2 separate regions of the Capsicum annuum genome follow, and region 2 is linked to region 1. The links are chromatin contacts, called in public Hi-C maps. All regions are on one chromosome and are shown on one strand. The core of a region is the stretch at or near the end of the contact, and the rest is flanking DNA. Distances in the headings are between cores, read along the strand shown.

What was found. Hi-C and Micro-C count contacts between places; a contact is called where the count stands out from the background.
Region 2: a contact with region 1 is called in a Hi-C map of leaf, with 2.1 times the contacts expected there. The contact joins the enhancer-like site here to the promoter of LOC124896834 in region 1. A contact is called at or near these places in 4 of 5 Hi-C or Micro-C datasets (bud, leaf and placenta).

The regions. Positions count from the first base shown.
Region 1 is chr3:232,168,306-232,173,578 of UCD10Xv1.1, forward strand. LOC124896834 (auxin-responsive protein SAUR32-like) reads left to right here and starts at 3,066. Exons shown (of 1, transcript XM_047408675.1): 1 at 3,066-3,470. The coding sequence starts at 3,066. The coding sequence ends at 3,470. LOC124896833 (auxin-responsive protein SAUR32-like) reads left to right here. Exons shown (of 1, transcript XM_047408674.1): 1 at 1-134. The coding sequence ends at 134.
Region 2 is chr3:232,207,197-232,212,469 of UCD10Xv1.1, forward strand. No RefSeq gene overlaps it. Among protein-coding and RNA genes, the nearest start is that of LOC107863055, 16 kb to the right of the region's middle. Within about 2 kb of position 2,260, at least 5 of the 5 cell types and tissues checked have an H3K27ac peak or open chromatin away from gene starts, as enhancers often do. A contact at or near this core is called in bud and leaf, where this site is marked.

The DNA of each region.
Region 1 (5,273 bases), core at 1,816-4,315:
AAGGTGCGGAGGATGAAGTCGAATTCCATCACGATGGTCCTATCAATGTTCCTTGTCATGTCGAGGAGTTTCGCCATGTCGAGGGTATCATACAACATGATAATAATCACCACTTGTGGTGCTTCAAGGCCTAACTGACTTCAGGCTGATACAAGACGGTGGAATTTTTTTTTAAAAAAAAGGGACCGGTTTTCCTTTTAGTATATACCAGAAATTTGCATACTTGGTAATTACGCAATTATATAGTTGCTTGGGCTATTTCTCGTGTATTAAAAGGTTATCTAAATTTCCGTCTTTAGCTAGCCCTTTTTTCTCTTTCACTTTGTTGATTATATGTACCCCTGATGATGATGAAAATTGAATGAAGATTAAACTGTACAGACTCATACTTTTAGGATAAAGCTAGGGGCAGAGTCTCTCAAAAATTATACAATTATTTTTTATGTTTATACAATAAATGTTGAATCACAATGATTTTTTTCATTTATTTACTTTACTTCTTCATATATTCGATGCAATCTTAACTTGTTAATCACAATGATTTTATTAACTTTACTTTTTTATATATTGAATCTTATTAATGAAAATTATGGTTCTGATATTATTATTCATGAGGACGAAGTTATTGCTCACAAGAGGTTGTTCCAGAGGCAGCTAATTAAAGAAATTGTAACAAGGGAGAACATTTTTGAAGTTTAAAGTAATGGCCGAATGTTTTTTTGTATCGTCTGTACCGTCGGTAAAGTTCCATTCTTGACTATATAGATCAATATTAGGCTCAGTAAATGGACGTCTCAAGTAACATAATTTCAGCTCAATTAAATTCATATTCTTTTTGGGAAATTAAAGTCCTCCTTAATTAATCTTTGAATTATAAGTTAGATGAACTACATAATTTATCGTTGACGTTTATCAAAATTACATGTATCTATACCTTCTTTTAACTTCTTTGAATTAAAAAAACTAAATCATGTGATATGAAACTCTACTTTATAAACCAACTACAATTTACATGAATGACGAGCTTTCCATCTTATATATCGCTTGTGTCTTTTTGGTTTCCGTGAAAGAAATGAGAGTTGAAAATCGTCTAGATTTTTGTCAAGAAAATATTACTAATCCGAAAAGTAAGGTAGACCTTCTATGTAGAAAGAGTTTTAAGTTTTGTGCATGTATAAATTATTCTAATATGTTATGTAAATTTAATTAGCTATTGCAAGTTAATTAATTTTTTACATAAATTTTTTTTTGTGTAACTTATAATAGTAGATCAATTTTACTGATAGTATCAAATATTTTATAAAATAACAGTGCATAAAATTTAAATTTCATTAAAAAAAAATTACAAATATTTTTATGTTACTTGAATAGCATTACATTCGGAAATAATTCAATTCCTGATCTATTAAGCTTGGATAATAGGAACAAGAAAGAAAAAACGTACTTAATAAGTAGTAGATTGACCTAAAGGTCGGAACAACCACTATGCCGAAAAAATCAAAATAATAATAAACTTATGGGCATTTAACAATTTCTAAAGTTATTGGTTTTTAGTTTGAAAGAATCACACCAGTATATGTAAAATTATAGCCAAATGAAGACAAATCATATATTTTAAAAAATTGGTCTTCCAAAGGTTCCCACATCCATTTCTTTCCAATCTTAATGATATTTTTTTCGTATTTTTTACGTGTGACTTAACATCATATTTATTTTAATTCCTAATTGATACTTTTACGACAAAGAAGTTACAAGCGATAATTTCACCGAAGGTCAAATATACACATGCAAAATAATACGGATATAGAAGCTTAGATATTCAATTCAAACCCAACCTTTTTCATAAATAAACACTTAAGCCCGTTCAAAGGCCAGCCGTTACCGTGATATGAGCTGAATATGCCATTTTTGACCCATGCTTTTGCTGAATAATATAGTTTGACCCCAATTGCCATGTCAAATTGCAAAACGAGTCCTCATCCTTATCTGCTGGCGTGTGCCGTTAAAAAAAAAATTGAAGAAATTTCAGAAATAATGATACTTTAAATCTGATCATTAATTTAGTAATAATTCGGTTAGTTGTCAAATGTAGCAATAATTCAATATCAATTTTTTATGTATTCATGTATTAATTTGTTTTGTAATTGTTCACTTGAAACTATATTAGGGGTGTTTTGATGAAATTCTTTTAAACGATTTAAAAGCTAAAAGTTAAAAGTAGGTAACAATCTAATTTTACTTTTGATTTTTGACTTTTTTTTGAGTATTTTTTAAGTCTATAGTAAACTCCTTAAGAGTTTTTTTTTAATCTTTATTAAATATCTTTAAAAATTTAAAATATTTTAAAAATAAGTCAATTCAAACACTTTCTTAATTTGTTTTGTTGCAGTTTATCCATTAATAAAAAACGAACTAATCGATATAACTTCAGCCGAACATATAAAATCCAAACTCCTATTATGTACTTTCTTCGTTTATTTTTATTTGTCACATTTAGATTTGACACCCTCATTAACAAAATAATTATTAATATAAATATTTTATTATATTGTTTTTATTAATAAAAAATAAGTAATAAATAATTTTAAATGAACAAAATATTATATAGTATATTATAAACGCTCTCTATTTCGGAGATATACATGACATATATTTGTGGCTAATAATTTTTTAATGTCGTTTTGGAGTTGTAACCTCTTTACTTAGAGGCGGCAATTAGTGGGAATTTACCTCAGTTGTTCCGCGTCTGGAACACACCTTCTCTAATTAATTAATTAAAGCGTCGATCCACGTTTGACACATTCCTCTTCCTTATGCTTACATTAATATAAATACCCCCCATTTACATTACTCTCTCATATGTCAGATTCAATCAATCTATAACTTTCTCTCAAATATAATAAGATACATAAATATATGTGTTAGTATGAGCAACATACCAAAATCTCTAACTGATTCTTCCCTCACCCTCTTCAATCTAGCTATCTCTTCTTCTGATCCTTGGCCTTTCTCTCTCTAATCAATTTTTTCTGCCTCAGTTTCCACAACCCTGACCTATATGGTCGATGGGGAGCCGAAATAAACGTCATCACCATCACCATCACCATCACCATCACCATAATCTTAATTTCCATGCTCCTCAATTGAATTTTCCATTTCACCTTCATCATGGTCATGGGAACGTTGAGAATTCGAAGGAATCGAGGGATATTCCTAGAGGGTGCGTTACGGTGTTGGTAGGTCAAGAAGAGGAGGAGCAACAGAAATTTGTGATACCTGTGATGCACATTAATCATCCATTGTTCACACAATTGTTGAAAGAAGCAGAAGAAGTGTATGGATTTCATCACAGTGGTCCTATTAATATACCTTGTCATGTCGAGGAGTTTCGTTACGTTGAAGGTATGATTGACAAGGATAACGCCTCCCATCATCAACACCACCACCATTTGTGGTGCTTCAAAGCCTGATTTTCTATTGCCATGAGCAGTTGTGTTTCCATTTGACTTTTTTGTACTTAGTTGTATATGTAAGATAGTATAATATTATGAATGATGATGACGAAAATTATAACGATGTTCAGTGTAAACGGGAATGATTATAAAAATTGATGTATATGCAATTATAATATAATATAGCTGTCACTTGGTACTTGTATGTCTGATCTTTAATTTTCAGATGGTTACTCCATTATTGTTTTTTTATACACATGATATATTACTACAAGGAGGTGTCCGGGGGATTATTACAAGCACAAACATTGCAAAACATAAAATGGCATAAATCCGAAAAGTGGGATGAAGGCACTAAATCCTCCTCTATGTGTACATACAAAGGAAGGAGCTTTGAATTAAAGGGACAACGAAGATGGTCATTCAACCCCTATAATGAAATGATGACTATAAAAATCTTCTAATATTTAAAACTATTCACACAGTCGTTGTACCTTTCTAGATTTGTTTGCGCTAACTACACGATCAAATTGAGGGCGGAAAACTTGGCGTTTGTATAATGGAAAAGTACTCTAGTTTCTATATGCACTCGAAGGAGATATTATTCGGTCAAGTTGCTTTTGAAGTAGTTGCATGTAAACGTTAAAATAAAAAGGTGCAGCTCCATCAGTTAGATTGTGGGGAAGAACCACACAAGAAGTGCATTGTAAACTTTATTATAATGAACAATAATTGGTGATCTGATACAAATACTAAGCATATTTTAATCGGTGAAACTTTTACTATACTAGTACATATATTATTTAAATCCTTTGGAGATTAGTTGCCACTTGGCTCAAAAATCAGCTTTCATTTATATTGAAAAATCTGTGAAATATGAAAAATCTTGGCTATTCTACAATGGTGGAATATCTTATAAGATTAGTTATTCCATCTTTTATTTATATATATTAGTACGAAATTAGTTATTATAAGATTAGTTATTCCATCTTTTATTTATATATATTAGTACGAAATTAGTTATTGTTCAAAATTAATGACGAACTAAATTTTTACTAGGAGTTCGGAATTTGAAGAAAAAAATTTAGAAAGAAGTCCAATGGGTACAACATTTACTATAAAAAGTAGTAACTTAAATTGTGTATAAATAGTATATGATTTCTTTTTTAGAAGAAAAAAGAGCCTGAGAGATATTGAATGAACCTCTCAATCCTCCACCCCTATCCTAAACCAAATATGAATATAAAATTAATTTCAAATTTTTCTTGCTATTATTATCCGTATCTCCCATGACATGAGTACCACACAGTTCATATTTTGATGACTTTGGGCGGTGACTATAATATCCTCAACTGTCGGCAATTCCGTAGAGACAACTCATTAATTTCATGTCCTCTGTCTAATTATATCCTCCTTCAATTGACATAGAAGATTATCATCTATCAATTTTTGTATTTTGGGTCACCAAAAACAACAGATGGCCCAAAATCTATTCGATTTTATCCCAAGAATTGACTCAAAATAAAGGACGACGTACGTCTCCCACAGTGTAAAACTAAGAAGATTATGTCTCAGAGTTGTGAATAATAAGCCGAAGGAAGATGATGGAAACTTTGGTCATTCATGTAGCCATTTGTTTTTTTTTTAAGATTCAGACGCCTGAATCTAAATGCACATCTGAATGATTAAAATGTTGTCTCTAGATCTGAAAACTGAATGATTAAAACTGTTTGTTTTTCAACATTTGAATGGCAAAAAAAAAAATTATTTGTATACCTAATAAAATAAAAAATAAAATTCAAATAAAAAATTAATTATATA
Region 2 (5,273 bases), core at 1,010-3,509, 38 kb after region 1:
TATTTGACAATAGGGATATATATGATTCAAAACTTGACAACAATGGTATATATGGATCAAAACTTGGACGGTAAGAGCATTAGTGAGCTAAACTTTTAACGGAAGATATATCTGAATATTTTCACAAAGTTTAGGGGTATATTTGACCCTTTTTCCCTTATTTATTATTTTTTCACATCTGTTTTTTTTTTCTTTTCTACCTAAAGAGTCTTCTTTTGAACGATCATACTCCAAAGTGGTGATAGCAATTTTTGAGCTGCAAATAGCAGCTTCCCTTTTACGTATTTATCCTTTCCTAAATCTGAAACGTCTTGTTTAATCTCTTTAATTAAAGGATAAATTAAGATTTCCAATTGGATAAGACTTTCCTTTTGTATTTTTCTGGCTTGGATTAGTCTATTATCCACCTAAAATATGACGAATTTTATAATACTGTGTATGTATTAGTATAAGTTTATTAATGTAGTTAAAGGATAAAGTGTACGTGTTCTTGACCTTTTTTTTCAAAATAGACACTGATTTTGATAAATCCTCAAATTAAGTAAAACAAAAAATTTATCAAATTCGATAGGAAAAGATATTATAATAAAGTTTAACTAATTTAATTACAATTTCCACTTAAATAGTGTCTTTTAAGTTTTCCCCACCTAAACTACGAATGTTACATCCCCTTCATTGTCTAGGATTATGAGTGAGAAAAAAAAATATTATTTTTTATTCTTCCATTAGTAAATTTTTGCTTTGATCTCTACAATGTGTGATTCACTATATCAATTATTTTAATTAATTTACAATGTACATTCTTATTTCGTCACATAGAAAATATATTATATTTTGTTGTTTTTTATAAGTCAACATGCCATATCACTAATTAAGTAATGAGTCGTGTTAATAAAAGCATCAACGACATGCATTTTAAGTAATTGAAGAACCAAACTCTTAGCAAGGGGTATTGAAAATAACTTTTCTATTTCATAACGATAAAATTTGGGAAATATTGGATTATATGTTGAAATTAATGACCAGAATTTTACTAACCCAATAAACTCTACTTCATCTATCTGAGGTAGTGGGATGCACTGCGTATATTTTACCTTTCTCAGACCTTGGATGGATTTTTGCCTCCTCAAACCCTACTTAATGGGAATACACTCGGTATGTTGTTGTTGTATTTATCCATAGTAATTTACATCTATTTTATTTACGTTCATTTGTCAATATTAGATGATTTATAATTAATAAAATTATCTTTTTCATTTACTAACATATTTACTAAAAAAGCCTTGTCTCAAAATAGTCGACATGTTTAAAAGAATTATTTTTTTTCAATTTTAATTAAAGTAAATTTAACCAAAATTAAATAAGGTCATATTATGAATTTACACTTCAAAAATAAATAGAATCATATTATTAATTTATCCCCTTTATTAATTCCTTCTTAAAGATTGAGTTAGAATGTTAAATCAAACATAAACCACTAAATTTTACGGAACAGTAATTACGATTTCCAATTGGATAAGGCCTTTTATTTTGTTCCTACTTGGATAAGTCTTTTAGTACTACTACCCACCTAAAATATGACACACTCATTATTCTCCAACTTTCTGTAGAATTATAATAAAACCTAAAAAAGTGTTTATTACTACTAGCTAAACCACCCCCCACCCCCAAACACTATATAAATAACAAACGCCCCTCTCTATCTCTCTCTCTCTCTCAAACACTGCAGATTTATTGACCAACACAATCTCTTTTATTTTCACATAGAAAGATTATACACATATATTTATGCGTTACAATATTTCAACAACGCCACTATTATTATATATTACATAGATGAGATCATGAGCAACGTTCCAAGATGTTTAACAGATTCTTCTTTTACTCTCTTCAAATTGGCCATCTCTTCTTCTGATCCTTGGCCTTTCTCCTTCTTCTAACCCCCACACAAATTAACAGATCTTTTTCTACGATTTTCGTGATAAAATCATCTATGGGTACTGGAGAAAAACATCATCATCTGAATTTCCATTTTCACGTACCGTACATTAACTTCCATCATCATAGTAATCATGGGAAGAAGGAATTGAAGAATATACCAAAAGGGTGTCTAGCAGTTATAGTAGGACAAGGTGAAGAACAACAAAGGTTTGTTATTCCTGTGAATTATATTAATCATCCTTTGTTCTTGCAGCTACTTAAAGAAGCTGAGAGAGAATTTGGATTCCATCATAAAGGACCGATTAATATCCCTTGTCATGTAGAACAATTTCGTCATGTTCAGGGATTGATTGCTAAGGAAAATCCACATCATCATCATCACCATTCATGGTGCTTCAAGGCCTGAACACTTTTCTTTAGCCCGGCCCGGCCCGGCCCGGCCCTCGGGTTACTTTTGTTTTTTTGTTGGTTAGTTCTATATGGTAGGTGCTTCGAACGATGTAAATTTTTTTTTATTTTTTTTGTCGTTACATGCTCTGTTCCGAGATGTTCATGTACCCAAAAGTGTGGTGAAAGAAGATGAACAAGTTGGAATAATATTTCATGATACAGATTTTTATTTTTATTTTTTTGCGTTTTACGTTCTGAATTTCTATTAAATCTACTTCTGTTTTAGTTAATTTTAATAAATGTCCTTTTATATAAGAATCTAGATGAGTGTATGGCTTGAAAAAATAAATTGTGTTAATTAATTTGGCATTTTACTCAATAAACTCCCTTTTTTTCGATGATTCTTGAAAGTTAAAGCAGAATAATTAAAGAGTGCAAATCTTGATTTCCATTTTTGCGTACAAGGTGATTACCATTTGTTTGGTGTAAAATTTTCCTCTTGGAGTTTATCTCAATGTCTCCCCTTCTTTTTGCAATTCTCTTCTCGTTAGGAAATTAGGATAGACGGTGAGTAGAATTATCAAAACTAATACAAGAATTACACTGAATATGTTGTTGTTGTCGTTTGAGAGTATTGAGTGATTGAAGAAAGATGCTTCTCCACAAAGGGTTTATTGGTGGGAAGGGAAGGGAAGATAGGTCCGCACCACCTTATTGCAAATGTATTTTTGTCCCTTTCTTTAATGTCGACCCTTTTGTCACTAAAAATCTCTCAAATATGGCCCATACTTAGTTTTCAAATTTTTGTGGTGCTACTTTTGATTTATTTACAAAATTCTTGGCTTCCTTTCTATGGGAGATACTACTGCAGTGGTAGATGATGTGTTGTCTCAATTGTTTCCTTGTTTTATTGTTTGACATATAATTAGTCTACTGATATTCGAGATTCACTGGCACAACTAATTTAGGTTGGCCGTTGGCGTAAATTAGTTTGGCGTTAGCGTAGATACACTAGATTCACTGGCACAACTAATTTAGGTCGGTCGATGGAGTAAATTAGTTTGGCGTTGACGGCGTAGTTATTCGAGATTCACCGACACACTGGCACAACTAATTTAGGTCGATCGTTAGAGTAAATTAGTTTGGCGTTGGTGTAGTTATCAGAGATTCACCGACACAACTAATTCAGACCGGCCACTGACATAAATTAGTTTGGCGTTGGCGTTGGCGTTGCGTAGGCCTTACTTAAGGAGAACATGAAAGCACTTCCTATTATGTTTGGTTCATTCCGAAGCTCGAATCGAAACTATAATAATGCATTTATAAAGTTTGCGAAGGTTGTATCTACTGGACTCTCATAGGAAGTACATTCAAGTTCTCCTTAATGTAGTGTTTGGGTAAAATAATAATAAAAAAAAATTTAAGCACTTGTTTTTAAGCCAAAATAACAAAAATAAGTTAAAAGGCATAAGTTAGAAATTCTAACTTATGATGTTTGACTTATAAGTTATAAGTCATAAGCCCATTCAAACAGGTTCTAAATAAAGCCTACGCAACACCAACGCCAAATTAATTTACGCCAATCTAAATGTCAAACTAATCTATGCCAATCTAAATTAGTTGTGCCAGGAAATTTTGAATATTTATCTCTATGAACTCTTAACGAAAATTTGTAGCTTATATGAGTTGGATGTTGGAAATATTAGAGAAGCACTCCAAATTAGAGAAGCACTCCAAATTTTACCTATGTGAGGATGGATATAGGTGATTGCTTTGATGCTACCTACAAGAAGTTTGTTTTCTAAACACTCATAAAAATTGAAATAGAACAATACCTTGATTGAGTTATTTTATTTTCCTTAAGCTGCCATAATTTAAGTTGAAATTTATGAAGTAAAAATTAATGCTTTATTAGGCGAAGGTCTAATTCATAGCATATTTTCATTATTGCATTAATAGTTTCTCTTCCGCATGCCGAGATCTTTGATTAAGGAGGGTGATCCTATCCTGAATTATTTATTGTTACTAAGATAATCAGTACTATATTTTTAAGTTAACATGCTTTGAGAACATGATTCATTTTGGATTAATTCTTTGAAAACAATATTCTTGAAAACTGCATAGAAACTTACCTACCCTTCTTTTTACAAAAGGGATTTCCATATAGAGTGAGAGATTAGTGTATGAATCAAGACTAATGATTGTTTTTCTTTGCTTAATGCTCCACTACAAAATGGTGTTTAATGGATTTCATAATTAATCATGATGTGAATGAGAAGACTAAATTAAACAAGAGATTTCTCAAGAATCATGTAGGGGCCATGTGCTAGAATTTTTCTTAGCCAAAGTTTGAAAATTTGTTGAAAGAAGATGCTAGATTTTCTCAAGTTGCTACAACGCCAAAAGGATGAACTGTAAGCAACTATAACTTAGACTAAAAGGAAAGTGGGATTCTCTTCTCTCCTCTCCCACACACATGGGAAATTTTGGATGTCAAAAATAGCATTTGACTTTGGAATTTTTCAATGCATTTTTCACAAATTGCTTTACTACTAATCATATTTAATTTGTGTCTTCTTGTTACTGGTCTTCTTTTAATACAATTCCGCTCTTCAATTCAATTGAAATGTGGATATTGGCGGAGCCACTTTAAGAGAAGGTGGTTCAGTGCATATCTTTTATCAAAAAAATTATGTGGTATACAAACGATAAACTTTAGTTTTTATATGCACACCTTGATACAATTAAGTTAAAAAAATTTGCATATTTTTTGCTAAATTCCTAGCTCCGTCACTCAAAGATCTCGTTTAATTCCTCTCCGGGGAGAATTGGAAAGTTGAACAATTTTGCTTTGCCTAGATCCATTTAGACAAATATTAATTTTTTCATAATCAAAATGTGTTTGAATCAGCTTGTATGTATCCCTACTATTTTTATAGAAT